Linked DNA regions of Mus musculus: region 2 is linked to region 1. The links are chromatin contacts, called in public promoter capture Hi-C maps. All regions are on one chromosome and are shown on one strand. Each heading gives the region's core, a stretch centred on a gene start, on an enhancer-like site or on the middle of the called end of the contact. The rest is flanking DNA. Distances are from core to core; before and after follow the strand shown.

Region 1 (6,156 bases), core at 2,923-5,422:
TGCTTTAGTTCGGATCTCCAGATCTCTGTCTTGAGTTCTTGCCCTGCCCTGACTTTCCTCAATGATCTATCATAACATGGATTTATTAAGCCAAATAAATCCTTTCCAAATTGGTTTTGGTCGGTGTTTTATCACAGGAACATCAAGCAAACCAGGACAAGCAAACTAGGTCACAAAACCTATCACTCTTGCAAGGAACCTGAGTTCAGTTTTCTTTTTTATAAATAGAATTTATTTTTTTATTTTATATGCATTGGTGTTTTGTATGCATTTATGTGTATGCAAAGGTGTCAGATCCCCTGGAGTTGGAGTTACAGATAGTCCTGGTCCTCTGGAGGAGCCATCTTTCCAGCCTTCCCTGAGTTCAACTTTCAGAGTCTAGATGCAGTGTCCCCCAACAACTTGAAAGAACAGTTCCAGGGACTCTGATATGCTCTTCTAGCCTCAGAGGGCATCCTCGAATGTGGTATACACATGTATACATGTAAATAATAGTACATATACACCTATATATCTATGCATATTTTAAAGTAAGATGGCTCAGTGAGTAAAGGCACTTGTCACTAAACTTGAATGTTTGATCCTAGAATCCCATACAATGGAAAGAGAAAACCAACTCCTGAAAACTGACCACTAAACTCCACACATGAACCACACACACACATTTGCACATTTTAACATAATAATATATACATGCACACCAAACACACCACACACAAAAACCACAATATGTTTTATGAAAAAACTTAATGCCAGACAAGTTAATCCCTACTCCCTAAAACTCCTAGGGTTTTTTTTTGTTGTTGTTTGTTTGTTTGTTTTAAAATGTGACTAGATTTGGGAGTGATGGCACAAACATATAATCCCAGCATTCAAGAGGCAGAGGCAGGACCAAAAAAAAAAAAAATGAACAACCAAAAATAACAAAATGTTACCAGGATTATACTAACATCATTTGGAAAATTTGTGTCACATAATTTCCCTATTTAAGAAGGTACAGTGACTCCTTTGCCAATCAAACTACCTTTAACTATGCTGGCAGATGGATCCTAATAAGAGCCCTAGCTGTGCAAGATTGAACCACGGGAGAAGCCAAATGTGGGGTATCCACCTGCAAACCCAGAATTCTTGTGGTGAGTGAGATGAGAAGCAGACAAGAGCCTGAAAGTTCTTGGACCAGATAGGCTCAAATATGTAGCACAGCAACAGAAACATCAAGTGACCCTGCATCAACAGAGTAAGGGGAATGGAATCCCAGAATTAGTCCCATGCATGCATATGTGTGTGTGTGTGTGTGTGTGTGTGTGTGTGTATGTATGTATGTATGTATATATACATGTGTGTGTGTGTATCCCTCACACTAAAAAGTTAATCCTCACGCATATCCACACACACAATAATTAGTAGGGGTTTTTGTTGTTTGTTTGTTTGTTTTTGAGACAATTTCTCTGTGTACCTCTGTGTAGTTCTGTATCCTGGAACTCACTCTATAGACCAGGCTAGCCTGGAACTCAGAGATCAGCCTGTCTCTGCCTCCCTAGTGCTGAGATCAAAGATGTATGATGCAGCTGCTACCACTACCAGGCTTAATTAGTAGTTTCAAAAGAGCCTTTATGGACATATCATTGACCTTTTACTATATATGGACTTTACCATATATGGATGATTTTGGACTCCAAATGGCCACCGTAGGTAGGTGGCAGACTGACATGACAACAGTGTTTCAGACTCACTACCCAATTACACAGCCCATGTCTCGGAGAAGCAAGTATAAATGTCTTGAGTGTTTTTAAAATGTGATTGAGGTAACCCGTGGGGAGTCCTGGGACTCATACAGAGGAGCTCATAAACTGAAAATTATTGTTGTAATGGTAAATTATTATTTGCCTTTTTATTCTGGTAATCACATAATTGTACAGAGATTACTTGATTTATTAATATCACAAGAAATTGAATGTAGAAGCAAATTTCATAACTCAGGGATTTTTAGGTTTTTGATGCTTTTCTTGTTTTATTTGTTTTAATAAATAAGGTCTCACTCTTGCCCAGACAGGCCTTTAACTAGAGGCAAGTTGTCCTGCCTCAAGTTATCAAATACTGTGATTACAGGCATGGATCACCATGTATAAATGGGCTCTTTTATGTATTTGTTTTTTATGCTGGACCTTAGATTTCTCACAGTTATTAGTTTTGTTTAACATTAGTGGATTTATGATTGCTATTTTAATCATGTGTGGTAAGCAAAACAACCAGACCCTCAGGATGTCTTCTTTCTTCTAATCTCTTTGGATATGGTACCTTATAAGAAAAAAACATTCTGTGGATATAAGAGTCTGTCAATCCTACTACGAAGGAGGCAGAAGCAAAAAGATCTCTAAGTTCAAGGACAGCCTGGTCTACACAGATTGTCTCAGGCTGGCCAGGGCTACAGAGTGAGAACATGTCAACAAAAACCAAACAAACAAAAGCCAGAAGAAGAATTTTTTGTAGCTCAGTTATTGCAGGCATTCTTAGCATGTAGGAGTCATGAGTTCAATTCCCAGTACTAAATATATAGTATTTTTGAGATGAGAATACCACTTTTTATTATCTGGGTAGGTCAAGTATGATTATAAGATTGAAGGAGGATGGGAGGAATAAGACACTGTCTTTGCAAAATACAAAACTAGGGGCTGGAGAGATGGCTCAGCGGTTAAGAGCACTTGCTGCTCTTCCAGAGGTCCTGAGTTCAATTTCCAGAAACCACATGAGGACTTACAATGACACATGGTGACTCACAACCAGAAGGGGATATGATGCCTTCTTCTAGCCTGTGGATGTTTATGCAGCAAAACAATAAATAAATAAATAAATAAATAAATACAAAAGTGTTCATGAGCCAAGGATTTCAGACATTTTCTAGAAACTGGAAAAAAGCAAGAGAAAGGACTTCTCTTCTAGAGCTTCCAGAAGAATCACAGCCTTAGTATAACTTGATTTTTAGTCCTTGGAATTTATCTTAGATTTCTGGCCTACAAAACTCTGATAGTGAATTTATGGCATTTAAGTCACTGAGTTTGTCATAGTTTTTGTAGCAGCAGTAGGAAAAAGACAACTGAGTTTTTTTTTTTCAAGATTTATTTATTATTATATATAAGTACACTGTAATTGTCTTCAGACAGCCCCAGAAGAGGGCATCAGATTTCATTACAGATGATTGTAAGCAACCATGTGGTTGCTGGGATTTGAACTCAGGACCTTCGGAAGAGCAGTCAGTGCTCTTAAAAGTTGAGCCATCTCTCCAGCCCCCTATTTTTCCCAATTTTAAGTTTTAGTATAACAAATACCAGTAGATATAACCATATAAGTTAAAGCTCTTTGAATTTTCAATAATTTTCTGAGGTCTTCAAGCCTCAACCTGCTATGGAGCTGTTACCCTAGGTGTAGCCACCACTACTAGTTCCTCAATAGAGTGTAAGAGTCCTGAAGCCAAAAATTGAACCGCCACTCTCTAAATGAGATTTGTGGGGTGTTTGTTTTTCTTGTTATTTTGGACTTTTCTCTTCCCTTTTCACCTTAATTTTTGCTTTTTTATTTTCGTTTTAAGTGTCTTTACACAATCCATGCTGGCTCAGCAGCAGAGCCTGTAATCCTTGTTATCATATCTATACTGGCAGTAAGGTCACTTGGAGTACAGGAGTCCCAAGTCACCTTCGGGATCTTGGAAGACCTTGTCTCAAAAATGGGGAAGTTGAGTTGGGGTATAGGGGAGGAGTGTAGCTCTCACTTTTAATCCCAGCAGCGGGTCTCTGTGAGTTCGAGGCCAGCTTAGGTCTATAGAGCTAGTTCCAGGTCAACCAGGGCTACATACATAAATCTAAAACAAAACAAAACAAAACAAAACACACAACAACAAACAAACAAACAAAACCCCCAAAACCTGTCTCAAACAAAACAAAAGCAAACAAACAAAAGTTTAGACAGTACCAACTCCTGCAAGTTTTTCTCTAACCCCCATAAGCACGCAGGGTCGTGCGCGAACCCAAACATAAAGGCAAAATAAGTAATTAAGAAGACGGTGGTTTAGGGCAGAAAGGCAAGGTTCAAAGAGCTCAACCTTGGCCACGCCTGTTCCCTTTAGTTCCGCCTCCTCCACGTTTCTTATCCTTTTGCTTTGTAACTTTGAGTCCACTGCGGCCACCGTAGGCAGGCTGCAAGATGGCGGCTTCCATCTTCACGGGCGCCGTGAGAGCTGCCTCAGGTCAGTGTTCTATTGACAGCTTCACTGAGAAGAGGGTCGGCGCGGGAGGGAGTGGGAATTTAGTTTGGATGTTAACGAGGAAAGAAAAACAAGATGACTTGAGGTCGGAGGTTTGCTGCGCGATACCTTGCACAGTGTAGTGCCCATGACCCGCGTTCACTGGATCCACCCTGCCCTAGGAAGCACACCCGAGACTGAGGTAGAGGAGGTGAGGGTGACACCCAAAAGTCCGCTTTTTTAAAAAATCTGATTTAGAGGTTCAACCACCTCTCTCAACTTTGACCTTGAGAGTCATATAATTTCTCTGAGTATTTTGGTTCTCTAGCGGTAAAATGGGGCTTCCTCCTACCTGTGGGTTAAACAAGTGTGTAAAGCATCGAGTATCTGGTCTCCTTGAGAACCGTGTGTAATTACCAGGAGCCTGGTCAAATTCGTTTTGAAGTACACCCCTCTGATGGTAGCGGGGCGGGCTTTAGGAGTGAAGGCAGAACCAGATAGGAAATTAAAAGTACTCAAGTATGATAGGGGTGATCAGTAAGCGACTTGCACACAACTTATACTGTAGAGATAACATTTGTGGAAAAATAGGCAGAGGACCAAGAGGGAAAAAAGTAACCATATAAAATTTCCAGGTATTAGAGCTTAAAAATGGAACTTTTGTGAGTTATGAAATGTGTATATAAAAAGTTTATATTAGGGGACATACGTGTAACTAACACCAGTTCAAGCCAAGCCCCTTTCCACCCCGTGCATTGCCCCGGTCATTATTCCCATAGCCACTTGAGCAACTATACCTTCATCTCTCAAAAGCATATTTTGTCTAGTTTTGAACTTTACATTAATTTATATACAATATGTCTAGTGTAATGTCTGGTTTTTATTTACTCCAGTGTGTGTGTGTGTGAACCCTTTTGATTTCTGACTGCTGTATCTTCTTTTCTTTTTTAAGATTTAAAAATTTTATTTATGTAAGTACACTGTCGCTCTCTTCAGACACACCTGAAGATCCCATTACAGGTGGTTGTGAGCCACTATGTAGTTGCTGGGAATTGAATTCAGGACCTTTGGAAGAGCAGTTGGTGCTTTTAACTGCTAAGCCATCTCTCTAACCCTCTTCCTACTCTTCTTCCTCCTCCTCTACCACCACTACCACCACCATCACAACCTTTAAATTCTTTTTTTTTTTTTTTTTAATGAGACAAGGCCTCATTATGGAGCCCAGTCTGGTCTTAAACTCTCAGTCCTCCTTAGCTTCCACATGCTGAGATTTTAGGTGCTTGGACTCCCAAACCTGCTTTTCTTCAGCACATCTTTATCTGGTGTTAGCATTGTTTCGATGTTTTCTTCAAGCTTAGGCCTCTTAATCATTTTAGTATATTATCTCATGTAATCCTCTCCATAATTAGCTAATTTAAAGTTGAGGAAATGAGCATAGAGAGGTTAAGGAAGTTGTTCCTGTTCACACCACTCGTTAGTAGGAGCTGAAATGAATACTAGTCTGGCTCAAACCTGTCCCTTACTCACCACACTGCCCCATTTGTTTGGTGAGATCAGTAGAGAAGACAGTGGAGTGGTCTAAGTCTTGCATCAGATTAGGTAGATGCAACTTGGTAGAGCTTTTGTTGTTGCTTTGAGGAAAGGTCTCACTATGCAGCCCAGGTTAACCAGGAACATGCTGTATTAATAGTCATGTCGGTCTGGTACTTGGGATTCTCTTGCCCTTGTCTCTGGAGTGCTGAGGTTGCAGGCATAGGACCCTACACCCAGATCAAATTGTTGCTGGTGTCTGTCTTTTTGAGATAGCATTTCCTGTAGCCCATGCTAGATGTGAACTCTGGTCTGCTTTAGCCTCTTGCACACGGAACTTACTAGCATATTACCAACATGCCAGGCTTGGCCTTTCCTTTTTTTTTTTT
Region 2 (6,332 bases), core at 2,664-5,163, 1.4 Mb before region 1:
AATGGCCTCTGCTGGTGCCTCAGTTGGTCTAAATTACTTCCAAGCAGCTTGGCTTGTTTCTGCTTCTGCCAGGTATGAGAGTCTTCTTTGCAGCTTGGCTCCCTTCCGTCTGAGGGGAAGGCTCAGCTTTTATGGCCTACTCTAAGAGTAAATCTGATCAGTTTTAGGGACTTCCTGAAACTACTCAGAGATGTTTACTTTCCTGCTTAAGGAGCTTCGTCCTACAAGGTGGAATATTTTAATTGTAAAAGGAACTGTTACATAGTAGACCTACAATACATGGGAGTATCTCAGCAGCTCCTTACCCTAAATACCAATCAGCTATTCAAACATAAAACTATATATTCACTTATACTAATGATGCATTCAATACTATTGGCTCAATTGATCACAAGCACCATGTTTTGTAAAATGTAAAGCACTCTTGTTTTTTAAGCACTAAGTGTAAAAATTATGTGTACAATGTTTTATAATGTATCACCAAGGAGAAGATATTCAGATTTTAGAAATATTATTAAGTAAAAACTTAATAAATTGGTCAAACACAACAAAATACCTGTCCTGTGGCAAACTCTAAATTATTCCTACACTAATCATTTTAAACTTCAGTGTTTCTATGAAGCAACTTTGAGGCCAGAAAAATCAAGTCACTTTCTCAGGGCTCCAGCAACGCATTTGGATTCAGGCTTCCATTTCTGAGATAAAGGTTGAGTTCCTAGATGCAAACAGCAACAGAGACTAGAAAGGGAACGATCACTGTGGAGTGTCCTTTTCCACACACTTCCAAGAGCTTCCCTGAGTCTGCAAATAAGCCTGTGGAACTTGGCAAGGGCGGGAGAGAGGCAAGCAGCAGCTCCGAGCAGGGGAGACGCTTCCTCCACGGATCCCTGAGAGTCCAAAGGTCCTGCTCCTCATATGGAAGTCCAAGCTTCCCAAGGCGCGCACGTGAAAAGACACTGCACGCACCAGCAGACCTGGTTTCCGGGACTCCGTGGACACCACCTGGGAAATTTTCTGGCTTTGTTTCCTCATTTGCCAAACCAAACAGCAGAACTAACTGGATTGTAAGATCAACTTTCTGACATCAAAATATCCTAATTCTAAGATCAAAATAATACCTGCTCTTATTAATTATTCAGAAAGATGTGATTTATAGTACCTCCTGGTTGATAGTTTTAAAGACTCTAGCAAACTTTAGGTTTCTTTTCAAACTTCATTTTAATCTCAGTGATGCTTGTAAAGTTCTTACATATTCTCGTCAAAATCATCCTCATTTCCATATCCTCCCCACATCAACAAGATTGTCCCTTGCTCTCCTAAGCCATTAAATGTGTGTGAGGGGTCGAGGGCAGCTTAGCAGTCTCTTAGTTGCCCTTCAATAGAGCCCTGTAGCACCTAGGGCTGTTTGTCTTTTTATCTCTTTTAACTCAAATCAACACTGCAAAACTTGGGACCTCAACACATTATGTGCCATCAGCTAAAATTTAAGAACAGGGTGGAGGTGGGATTCCTATCATCTTATTTTAACCTAAAAGCCTAAATAATTTGTAACAAGAAAAAGGAGAAGAGGAAGAGGAGGAGGAAGAATAAGAGGAAAAGAAAGAGGAGGAAGATGAAGAGGAAGAAGAGAAGGAGGAGGAAGAGGAGGAAGAGGAGGAGGAAGAGGAGAAAGAAGAGGAGGAAGAGAAGGAGGAGAAAACAGTAGCAGCACTAACTTGTGAGACAACATGGCCACTGCAGTGGCTTGGAAATATTGCAGGTGTGAGAGAATTCCAAGGTCTGCCAACTAAGAGGTTTTTAAACATTAGTCACTTGTAACCTTAATACTAATACTACTAATACAAAAATATCCTAGTTTAGATCTTAGATCCCTCAGAGTTTTAACAGCATGCCTCCAGCAACAGAAAGCTAAATCTCTTCTAGGCCTTCAGTCTTGCAGTCTAGGATGAAAGACGTTCAGTTCTGTGGGGTGAGGGTTGCTAAGGATGAATTTAAGGAACCAAATCACCTAGACATTCCTCTTCTGGAAACACCTCTATTAACACAGCAGACCTTCTGGATGGAGGCTGGGTCTTGGACCAGAAAGACCTCAGCAGAGAGAGACATTGGTGCATAGGTGAGTGTTCCAGAAAACTAGCTAATGTGCACATCTGGTGTTCCACATCTTAACCCACAAACGATTCCAAATAAGCTGGCTTAGGCCATACCCAACACACAAGTGTTCAAACTCTACCAGCCACAGCACTTACTGGCACAACTAATGCCTTCCTTCCCTTCTATTTGGAGCACATTGAGGTATCCTTTTAATCAGTCAAGAAGGTGCTCCAGAAAACGTTCCCAAATACACTCAACTCTTTCACATTTGGCAAAGTTACCAAGTCGGACCTCTGTCCTCAAATGACCTGGCAATGAGGTACAGCTACTGGGTGCACACTTATCCTTGAACACTTTTAGGATACCCAAGAAAGAAACTAAGTCTCACCTACTATCTGATGCGAGAGGAAACAAGATGTCACAAAGAAAAGAGTGTTACATGAGTGTCTATTTCTGAGCAGTAAACTGACTCACTTATTCTACACAATGAAACCAAACCACTCATTACTTCTTAACATCTCCTAGATCTGGATAAACCTGACAACCAATCACTCATCACAGTTTTAATCGGCAATCATTTCTCCTGTTAGTGATAGGCAGGACAATGCTCTGCTTCACAAACCAAGCTATTACTTGAGAGATGTTTGTTTGTTTGTTTGTTTAGTAGGCTTTTGTTTGTTTCATTTCGTTTTGTTTTCAAGACAGGGTTTCTCTGTGTAACAGCTGTGGCTCTCTTGGGACTCATTTTGTAGACCAGGCTGGCCTCGAACTCACAAAGACCCGCATACCTGCCTCTGCCTCCCAAATGCAGGAATTAAATGTGTGGGCCACCACATCCATCGAGAAATCACTTTTTAAAAAAAGACTATTATACACATACGAATGATTGGCCAGACTTCAAAAACGACATGACCGGTTCCCAAGCTGTTTCCTATCGTACCTAACACAGAGACTTTGAACGCAGCACTACTTTTCAAGAGTCAGCATTGCAGGATAGCAACCCTGGGAGATTGGTTCTCAGAAACTGAGGTGTTCATTGGAGTCTCGTAAAGAGCGACACATCATTGGTCAGCTTCCAAGCTCCTACGGGGCCACGTTGACTCTGGGTGCAGAAACCACCTTTCCGTTGGCCCTACCACTTCAACAGAACGGTCAACTCCAAGTGCAGAATCTTTCGGGACAAATTACAACCTCTTCAACCCGGGGGCTCACACTCCCAGCAGAGTTCATCCTGGACCTCTTTAGCCTTGGCTCCAAGTAAGGGCCAGCCCAGAGGCCACCTCCACCTCACCCCCCCCCCCCCGCCTCCACACACACACACCCCGTCACCGAGGGAACTAGGATATTGTTGCCGTGTCTGCAGGGCGCCCTGCGAAGTGCATCGGCCGATCCACGACCCCATCGGACAAAGCCCCCTCCACCCCCGAGGTCTGCCACTGGCGTTTGGACCGGTGGCTCCCTCGCCCCTTCCGAGGGCCCGCCCGGAAGAGCCCGGACACCGCCGGGGCCAGAATCAGGAACCCGAGGTCTACGCAAGCATGGAGGACAGAGCCGGGCCGGCACGACTCACGGAGGAAGGTGCGCGACAACAGGCGGGCGGCGGCGAGGCCGCTGCTGCTGGAGACCATGGTTGCAGTGGCAGCCGCAGCAACTACTGTTGCGGTCATCCCCCAATGACACTCTCAGGACCCCGGGACCTTGGCATGGGCTCAGGCTCGCGCAGAAAGGTGTCTAGAGGAGTAGCCTGAATATCTTACGCTCCTCGGAGTCTCTTCTCAAACAGTGAACGTTACAAGTGGAAAAGAACAAGAAGGATGACGTTTGAAAAGCAAACAATAGCTCTGTTCTTTAGTAGATGTGGGCTTGGGTAACCATAAACATAACGGCAATGTGTGGGACAGCCCATGAGAGGCCCGGCCGGCGCGTGGTGTTGTGGGAAATGTATTTTTTTTCCGAGTAAGCAGCGTGCTGAAAGGGAAGGGGTTGGAAGCGATTTAAACTCCGGCGTGGGCGCCCAGGAAAAGCCGTGACAAACGCTGAGGGGAGGCGCCGGCAGCAATGCTATGTGCCAGACCGTGATCCTGCACTTTGTTTTTTTCTGACCTGTTACAGAGAAGATTGTACTCCTCTTGTCCTCCCTGTACGGTTCCGGAAATTATCCGCACTAGTGGCCGGCAAAAGAAAAAAGGAAAAGTGACCAAATACTTAAAATTAAAAAGCCCCTTAGCTGACAGTTTCCTGAAGCAGGAATCTCTTTATTAAACAAACTGGCGCACTGCCTTCGACTAATGCTAATTATTTACTAATGCTAATTATGCCTCTTTCTAAAATCCTAAGGACTACAACTCGAGATCAAATAGGATTTGTGCCCAATTGGAACAAATTATTCACTCCACTCTTTTAAAACCTTAGCAAGTCCTTGAGCCAAAGCACCACGTTTCTTGTCTAAAACCGCGTTCCTAAGATTCCTTATCAGTATAATCAATAAAGTTATTTTAGCTCAGTAAGGTCGTCATTATAATTCGCACCATTCTCATGTGTACTTGTCTTGTAGATCCTGCCCTTGTGGTAAAGTTAAATATCAGTGCTTTCCAAATAGGTCCAGTGTGAACATTTTTTTAAAGATTTATTTATTTACTTATTATGTACAGTGTTCTGTCTGCAGTATGTCTGTGAGCCAGAAGAGGGCACCAGATCTCATTACACTTGGTTGTGAGCCACCATGTGGTGGCTGGGAATTGAACTCATGGACCTCTGAAAGAACAACCAGTGTTCTTAACCTCTGAGCCATCTCTCCAGCCCGCGAACAATGGTTTTAAGGAGGAAATTTTTCACTGAATCTTTACTTAATAATTAAGCATTTTGTTTCATTTATTTAACAAAATGTGTAATACATAGTATATATAACATATAGTATAGATTGTAAATATGTGTGTGTGTACACTATATTGACAACATTATGCTGATTGGACCAAGTGAGTAGTGGATAGCAGCCAGTTTGAATTCATGGGTAACACGTAAATTCAACCAAAATTCAAGAACCTTCTAACTCAGTGAAATTCTTAGGAGTGCAGTGGTTTGGGGCATGCAGAGCTATCCTTCTATTGTAAAGTTATTGTGTCTGGCCCCTCCCACTGGAAAGAAGCACGGTGTTTACTGAGCCTGTTTGGATTTTGGATGCAGCACCCTCTTCACTTGGGTGTGTGACTCCAGTCCATAGTGACTCAGAAAGCTACTAACTTTAAGTGGGGCCTGGAGCAAGAGAACGCTCTTGAAGAAGTCCAGACTGTTGTGCAAGCAAGCACACTACCACTTGGCTCAGGTGATCCAGCAGACCCAATGGTACTTGAGATCTCAGTGACAGGCAGGGATGCTGTCTGGAGCCTTTGGCAGGCCCCTAGGTGAGTCACAGAAGAGACCTTTGGATTTTAGAGAAAGGCTTCATCATCATCTGTAGACAATTCTCCCTTTAAGAGGCAGCTGTTAGCCTGCTATTGGGACTTAGTTTGACAATGGGACACCAAGTTACTATATAACCTCAAGGTACTCTGTAAGCTGCTCATCATGCACTGGAAATTATCTGATCCACCAGTCATAAAGCAGGATGTGCACAGTAGCAATCTATTAATAAATGGAAGTGGTATATATGTGATCTGGCCCAACCAGGTCCTGAAGGCACAAGCAAATTACATGAAGAAGTTCTCCAAATGCCTATGGTTTCCACTCACATTACAATGCTGTCTGCTGCCACACACACACCTATAGCCTCAAGGTATATCCCCTATGATCAGCTGGCTGAGAAGAGAAGACTGGGGCCTGGTTCCCTGATGGTTCTGTACATTATGCAGGCATCACCCAGAAATAGACAGCTGCAGCATTACAAACTCTTTTGGGGACAACCCTGAAAGACACCAGTGAAGGGAAATCTTCACTGTGGACAGAGCTTCAATAGTATACATAGTATTACAATTTGTTTGGAAGTCTAAATGGTGACTTAGGGTTTTACTGCTGTGAACAGACACTTTGACCAAGGCAACTCTTACAAGGACATTTAATTGGGCTGACTTACAGGTTCAGAGGTTCAGTCCACTATCATCAGGGCAGGAGCATGGCAGCATCCAGGCAGGCATGGTGCAAGCGGAGCTGAGAGTTCTATATCTTTATCTGAAGGCTGCTCTGAGAAGAATCACTTCCAGGTAACTAGGACTAGGGTATTAAAGCCCACACCCACAGTGACA

The links. Capture Hi-C pulls out chosen DNA fragments and counts their contacts.
Region 2: a promoter capture Hi-C map of liver shows a contact between it and region 1, with 2.3 times the contacts expected there. The contact joins the promoter of Suclg1 here to the promoter of Mrpl35 in region 1. A contact is called at or near these places in 1 of 39 promoter capture datasets (cranial neural crest), 3 of 484 Hi-C or Micro-C datasets (CD4 T cells and CD8 T cells) and 1 of 9 other capture datasets (liver).

What each region holds. Positions count from the first base shown.
Region 1 is chr6:71,821,800-71,827,955 of GRCm38.p6, reverse strand. It overlaps Mrpl35 (mitochondrial ribosomal protein L35), which reads left to right and starts at 4,172. Exons shown (of 4, transcript NM_025430.3): 1 at 4,172-4,240. The coding sequence starts at 4,198.
Region 2 is chr6:73,246,086-73,252,417 of GRCm38.p6, reverse strand. Suclg1 (succinate-CoA ligase, GDP-forming, alpha subunit) reads right to left here and starts at 3,913. Exons shown (of 9, transcript NM_019879.3): 1 at 3,665-3,913. The coding sequence starts at 3,761. Gm38834 (a long non-coding RNA gene) reads right to left here and starts at 3,655. Exons shown (of 2, transcript XR_869182.3): 1 at 3,035-3,655; 2 at 1-136.